2 separate regions of the Ovis aries genome follow, and region 2 is linked to region 1. The links are chromatin contacts, called in public Hi-C maps. All regions are on one chromosome and are shown on one strand. The core of a region is the stretch at or near the end of the contact, and the rest is flanking DNA. Distances in the headings are between cores, read along the strand shown.

Evidence for each region. Hi-C and Micro-C count contacts between places; a contact is called where the count stands out from the background.
Region 2: a Hi-C map of hypothalamus shows a contact between it and region 1, with 4 times the contacts expected there. The contact joins the promoter of IFT27 here to the promoter of EIF3D in region 1. A contact is called at or near these places in 9 of 16 Hi-C or Micro-C datasets (blood, hypothalamus, liver and 5 more).

Annotation. Positions count from the first base shown.
Region 1 is chr3:180,583,010-180,586,626 of ARS-UI_Ramb_v3.0, forward strand. EIF3D (eukaryotic translation initiation factor 3 subunit D) reads right to left here and starts at 2,123. Exons shown (of 14, transcript XM_060413198.1): 1 at 1,998-2,123.
Region 2 is chr3:180,799,924-180,803,311 of ARS-UI_Ramb_v3.0, forward strand. It overlaps IFT27 (intraflagellar transport 27), which reads right to left and starts at 1,686. Exons shown (of 7, transcript NM_001126366.1): 1 at 1,653-1,686. The coding sequence starts at 1,686.

The sequences.
Region 1 (3,617 bases), core at 873-3,372:
GTTTTATTCCCATCAGAGGATCACTGTGAAAGCTGTATATATTAGTTAACATAAGCAGAAATAGTTCCATTGTAAAACGCCAGACACTTACTATTCTGTCTTACAAAAATACATTTACACACAGTGCCGAGAAAAAACAAGGGTCCATGAATGTATCCTGAAATGCAACCTTCCTTTGTTGTTCTTTCAATTTTCTGTTGTCAGTGTAAATTCTTATGCAGGGCATAGAAGTCAGGCAGAAAGCCCAGCAGAAGGTTGAGGAAGCCAGAAGCCTTATGTCATGAAAGTGGCCGAACACAGCCAATGTTCATAAACATTATGAGTACCAGGCATGTTGTTAGCGCTTTCCACACATTAATTCATTAACTCCTCAACAATCTCCTCCCGAGGTAGGGCCAGTATTAGCCCCACTTTCCAGAGAAGAAAACTGAGGCACAGAGATATCAAGAAATCGCCCAAAGTTGCAACACTAATGGATGAAAATCTGAACCCTGGGAAACTGGCTTCAGAGTCCACACTTTGTGTAAGGCCAGTACTCCGCTCAGGAAGAGTAAAAACCAGGGGCTCGACAGATATCTGCCAAACAATTCCTCCCCAAAACTCATGCATGCATTTATCATCCATTCTAATCCCCTGAAAATGCCCAGAAGCTGAGTTCCCAGGGGAAAATTCACCACACAAATATTTCCAGAGTCTGGGGAGCAATCAAAGAGCTGCTGCTGCTAAGTCACTTCAGTCATGTCTGACTCTGTGCGACCTCATAGATGGCAGCCCACCAGGCTCCCCTGTCCCTGAGATTCTCCAGGCAAGAACACTGGAGTGGGTTGCCATTTCTTTCTCCAGTGCATGAAAGTGAAAAGTGAAAGTGAAGTCGCTCAGTTGTATCAATCAAAGAGCAAAGAATACTAAATTTATGAAACTCTCTTCATTTTCCCATGATGGGGAGAGTTCCTAGAGGTGACACTTGCGTGATCCAAAAGGGCATGAACCTGGAAGCCCCATCCTCCTACCTAAACTTAAATTACACTACAGGAAGCGGACTGAGGGAGAGTGTGGTGGTCTCAAAACAATATACCCTTATATATTACCAGGGTCCTACAACATGTCAGATGCAACACCACTAAACCCCTAGGCCCCAATTTCAGATTAAAAAAAAAATACACAGTTCAGCCAAATCAAGCAGCTGATCTCATCATTTCAAGATAGACTTGGTTTCTAGGGTCCTCTGTCTTAAGTGTAACACTCTTCCCATTATTTTACAGCTGGACAGCAGCCTGAAAAGATCCTGGGTTTCAGATCATATCAATAACACAGTGAGATATCTCCAAACACACTTTAAAAGGGGCGGAAGGAAGTCGCTTGGTTTCAACGCGTAAACTAAAAAGTAGGCAGAGTACAATGTAACCAACAGGGGAAACTAAATCTTTCAGTTGAAACGGAGTGACAGCTGTACTGGCTACAGATAAAGGATGGGGCGGCATCAACAGGACAGTCATAGGGAGAACCTTGTGGCTGGCAGGTTACTGCAGATCGTTTGCCAATTCCTGGGCGGTTAATGTCAAATCAGAGATCAACCAACTACATCCTAGCCTTCCATTTCATAGGCAAGGAAAAGAAACATTTAGACGGTGAACTCCTCAGAGCAGGGCCGAACATCGCTCAGTTTGGCACACCCAATAGCCCTCTCGTAGAAGCTCAGGGAACCGTGGGGCACTTTAAAAGACCCTGAGACTCAGCGGGGTTAATGACATGTTCACATCAGAACACACTGTCGGTGGCCGCTAAGCGGACTCCACGGAAAGAGACCTCAACCACAGGCTCTGCCCCGCACTGGGTCGGACCTGGGGGGACCGAAGGCGGATTCCTGCCCCTCCCAGCGGAGGTACAGGGAAGCAGGAGGGGGCGTACGGAAGTCTCTTCCGGCAGGCCCCCGAAGGCCAGGCGCAGCTCAACTCTGCTCTGGAGATCCGCGGAAGCGTACGGAATACGCTGCTTACCTGTAACGGCCGTAACCGGCCCCGATGGTGAGAGATAGTCTAGGCCGAATACCGCGCCACCGCCTGAGCTACGGGGAACCGGGAAAGGAGGAAACATGCGCGCGCAGCGGCCGGCACCGTAAATACGACCGACGGTGTCGTAAACTGCTTCTTGGCTTCCTTCCGGTTCGACGGCGGAACACGCGAGTCGTAAAGCGAAGGCACATCCGGAAGTTCGTCCCTGTTCTCTTCGCGGTGTTCTTATTTAGCCTTCGAGGATGTTTACAGTTACGTCATGGGGCATCCGGCGACACTCCGAGAGTTTCAAGTTTCTTGAAACGTGGCGGCCTTGTAGTTGGAGTTGGAAGCGGCGACTGGCTGAAAGCCCCTCTATGTCCCACAATGCCTTGCGGGCCGCTCTGGCCCTCTGTATCCCACAACGACCCGCGGCTTCTGCCTTCTTTAAAAGATCGTGTTGTTTGAGTTTCACCGTTAGGGGGAGTTCGAGTCTTTCAGGCAGGTTTTTGCGGCTACTCGCTGAGCTTTGAGCGCTTTCGGAAACAGACCAGGAGGTGCAAAGTGACCTGAGTAGATCAGACTACTAGTGTCGGAGGTCGCTGCCAGTGTTCAAACCATACCTCCACAGTTCTCAGACTTTCTTGTTTGACAAAGATTCCTGGAGAGCTAATTTGAAAAATGAAGATTCCGGGTCCCCTTCCATAGACTGTTATACAAGCGTGGCTTAGCTGGAGCCCAGAAACCTGCATTTTAATTGGTGGTGATTCTGAAGTGGCGACTCAGGAACCACCTGGCTACGATGGCAACGGTGCTGTCTTTTTGGAAACTCAGCCTACGGAGTTTGTCCTGCAGCACGCCAGGCCTCCCTGTCCATCACCAACTCCCGGAGTTCACTCAAACTCACGTCCTTCAAGTAGGTGATGCCATCCAGCCATCTCATCCTCTGTCGTCCCCTTCTCCTCCTGCCCCCAATCCCTCCCCAGCATCAGAGTCTTTTCCAATGAGTCAACTTCGCATGAAGTGGCCAAAGTACTGGAGTTTCAGCTTTAGCATCATTCCTTCCAAAGAACACCCAGGACTGATCTCTTTCAGAATGGACTGGTTGGATCTCCTTACAGTCCAAGGGGCTCTCAAGAATCTTCTCCAACACCACAGTTCAAAAGCATCAGTTCTTCGATGCTCAGCTTTCTTCACAGTCCAACTCTCACATCCATACATGACCACTGGAAAACCATAGCCTTGACTAGGCGGACCTTTGTTGGCAAAGTAATGTCTCTGCTTTTGAATATGCTATCTAGGTTGGTCATAACTTCCTTTCCAAGGAGTAAGCGTCTTTTAATTTCATGGCTGCAGTCACCATCTGCAGTGATTTAGGAGCCCCCCAAAATAAAGTCTGACACTGTTTCCACTGTTTGCCCATCTGTTTGCTATGAAGTGATGAGACCAGATGCCATGATCTTTGTTTTCTGAATGTTGAGCTTTAAGCCAAGTTTTTCACTCTCCTCTTTCACTTTCATCAAGAGGCTTTTGAGTTCCTCTTCACTTTCTGCCATAAGAGTGGTGTCATCTGCATATCTGAGGTTATTGATATTTCTCCCGGCAATCTTGATTCCAGCTTGTGCT
Region 2 (3,388 bases), core at 436-2,935, 220 kb after region 1:
GGAGGCTACAGATTGAGGGCTGGGCTGGAGTTTAGGAACGACTATTAAGGCCACGGATGAAATCAGGTAAAACTAGTATCTGAGGGTGTGAGTATAAAGGACAAGGAGTCTAGAATCAAGGCCTGTGATGGTAGCCTGTGGGGCTAAGAACAAGCCCTGGAAATCAGATCACCTGGGTCTAGATACCAGCTCAGCCAAATCCAGCTGTGTGACCCAGGGCAAATGCCCCAACCTCTCTAGGCCTCAGCTACCCCATCTGTAGAGGAGAATGACGATAATCCTGACCCCATAGAGCTGTTGAGATGACCTGTGCTGAGCGTATAGCACAGCGCAGGCACAAAGATGATGCTCAGTAAGTTAGCCTCGTGATAGAAGTTGATTTAAAAAAGAAATAGGAGAAAGAACAGTCAGAGAGAGAAGCCCATTTAAAAAAACAAAAATCTAACTTCAGAGAAAAACGTCTTCACCTTATCCATGAGGAGACTGAGGCTCAGAGAAGCGCTTTGTCCAAGAGGACACAGCCAATCTGTAGAATTATTTTTGTTGCACAATACTGCCCCCGCTGGTGCTCTGGAAACTAGACACTGCTTTTGAAGACCATTCATTTCTTTTGCTCCAGCATGATCTGAGTGACTTCGATCAGTCATCTTTCTGTGTGACCCTTTTACTTCCAAACTGGAAAAGTCATTACAAACACCACCCCTTTCAGTCTGAAAGAGAAGAATAAAAAAAAAAAAGAATCTCCATTTTCTCTACATAATCTCTCACTGCTTCTTTCCTGAATTGGTCAGAAAAACCTGGAAAGGTCACAGGTTTAACAGTAACACAAGTTAAGAATTACGGGGGTGAGCAGATCTGGAGGGTGGGAATCCTGGCTAGGACCTTCCTTCACTCGGGGGTGACCTTGGGCAAGAGACTTCATCTCAGTCCTCAATGAGGTCAGAACAATTCAGCATCTAACCCAGGGTGTCATGCTGTGCTTAGTTGCTCAGTTGTGTCAGATTCTGCAACCTCACGCACTGTAGCCCGCTAAGCTCCTCTGCCCATGGGGATTCTCCAGGCAAGAATACTGGAGTGGGTTGCTATTCCCTTCTCCAGGGGATCTTCCTGACCCAGGGATTGAACCGGGTTCTCCTGCACTGCAAGCAGATTCTTTACCAGCTGAGCTACCAGGGAAGCCCTACTCCAGGGTGCTACCTACTGTGAAAGGGTTAAATGAAATACATGTGCCTGGCAACGCAGCAAGGACTCAGGAAAGTACATCTGTGCTCTGAGGTCCCAGGTCCATAATCCACCTAAGTCACCGATGCCTAACTTTGGAGTACAGCACATGGTTTCGTTAAAGCATTTATGGTGAGCTTAGCCTGATTTTGTTAAAAGCCAGTCTGCTCCTCTTGAGTACAGCTCCAATTGTTGACGGGGGTCTCAGAGTGTGACAGGGAGCGAAGGAAACCAGCCGCAGCTCCAAGTGTGCTCTGGAAGATGATTATCCCGTGCCTAATGGAATTTACTCTATCAGTAACTGCATTAACTCGCCTTTGGAAGAGAGAAAGGGAAAGACGGTAGACAACTTACGTGAACAAAAGTTCTCAACAATTTATGAAGTCTCTGGACTCCGGACACTGTATTCGCCCGCAAGTTTTCAGACTCACCTGCCAGGATGCATTTGGCTGCCAGCTTCACCATGGTAACCAACCACCTCCACGGACCAGACAAGAGAAGAGCGGCTGCTGGAGGCGTTGGTGGCCCTGTCTGGGAAGGGGAGTAGGGAGAACTGGCGCTCAAGGGGCCAGTGGCCGCGGTGGGGACCGGGACAATGGGGCCTGGACCCTCCGGGCAGCCCGCGGGGCGGTATCTGGCGCTAGGATCGCGGTGGGGCGCGGAGGAGCGCTAGAAGGGGTCAAGTTCTTCAGAAGGAAGCCGGGAAGGTGCCAGGGAGGCGATGCGGCTCCCGAACCCAGTCCAGCCCCCGGCAGTGTGGTTCGGGAACAGTGACCTAGACACCCTCCGGCCCCCAGCCCCACTGTGGCTGCGATCGCAGGGCAACCACCGCCCGCCTGCCCCGCCTCCTCGTCCCCCCTCCTCCTCGCTGGCCATCGATTGGCTGCCATCAAAAACTCCCGCCCCGACTAGAGCTCACGGAGACCAGTGAGAGAAGGGGGCAGGGCTAACAGCCTTTCCTCGCCAGATAATTCGTAGTAGTAACTGCTCTTCAAGTTTATCTCGCTTGACTAATAGTTGCAGAAGATGTCAATCATTTCCGCCTCCCGTCCCCGCACGGCTTGAAAGTTCAGGGAAAAGCAGCTCCAACCTAGTATATCCAGAAGCGGTGATAAAACAAGCTTTCTGATTGGTCAGTGGCTGGCTAGGCCCATCTTTGGGAGAAATGGGGACTCGCCGTACCCTCCTGCCCTTCTGGAAGTGGGTTCGCCCATGAAGGGGGCCTTTCGAGAGCGCGGGAGACTGGAGCGGCGCCGGCGCACTGGACCGAGGTGCGCTTGCCCAGGCCGAGCTTTGAGCCAGCTTGACCTCGCTGAAGCAGCGCTTTTCGCCCCTCCAAGATTCCAGGGAGCGTGGACGTAAAGTGCATCAAGAAATCCAGTCTTTGGCTCCTTAAAGCCCAGGGATGTTATGTGCTTTAAATACGAAAGTGTTAAAAGTGATGTCTATGGACAAAGGACAAGTGGAGGATGTGGGGGAGCGGTTGGACTCAGGAATTTGAAGTTGTACTTTCCGCTGAGCCCAGCCCGTCTTGTGAGTGGAGAACGTATCATATACCACACCTGGAATGAAAGCAAGCATCCTGAATACTTCCCTTCCCCGCCCCCCACCTCCCAAGGAGGCTGACTTTCCCGGGAGGCCCCTCTTGCTCTGCGGTCAGGTACCCGAGACTGAAATCACTGTCGTCTTCCTGACCTGGGCAAGTGGCCCTGAGTCTGTTTCCTCACTTTTGAAAGGGGCTCGTAGAATCCACCTTCTTCGGTTGCCCTGAGACTGTAAGTGCCTGAGACACAGTAGGTGTTCAGCAGTGATGAATGAATGAATGAGAAGAGATTTACTGAACAGATTGGGTTTATCATCACCGTCATGTTGGCCAGATGCCTGCACCCCTTTTCTCACTCCTGCCGGTTCCTCTGGGATGGCTGGTGCTGAAAGGGAAGAACAGCGACCCCCCCCCCCCCCCACAGGGAAGATGCAGCCTCCAGAATTTGCTTTCATATGCCTTTCATTTAGGGCCTCCCAGGTGGCACTGTGGTAAAGAATCTGGCTGCAAATGCAAGAGACACAGGAGATGTGGTTTCGATCCCCGGGTAGAGAAGATCCCCTGGAATAGGAAATGGCAACCTACTCCAGTATTCTTGCCTGGAAGATTCCATGGGCAGGGGAG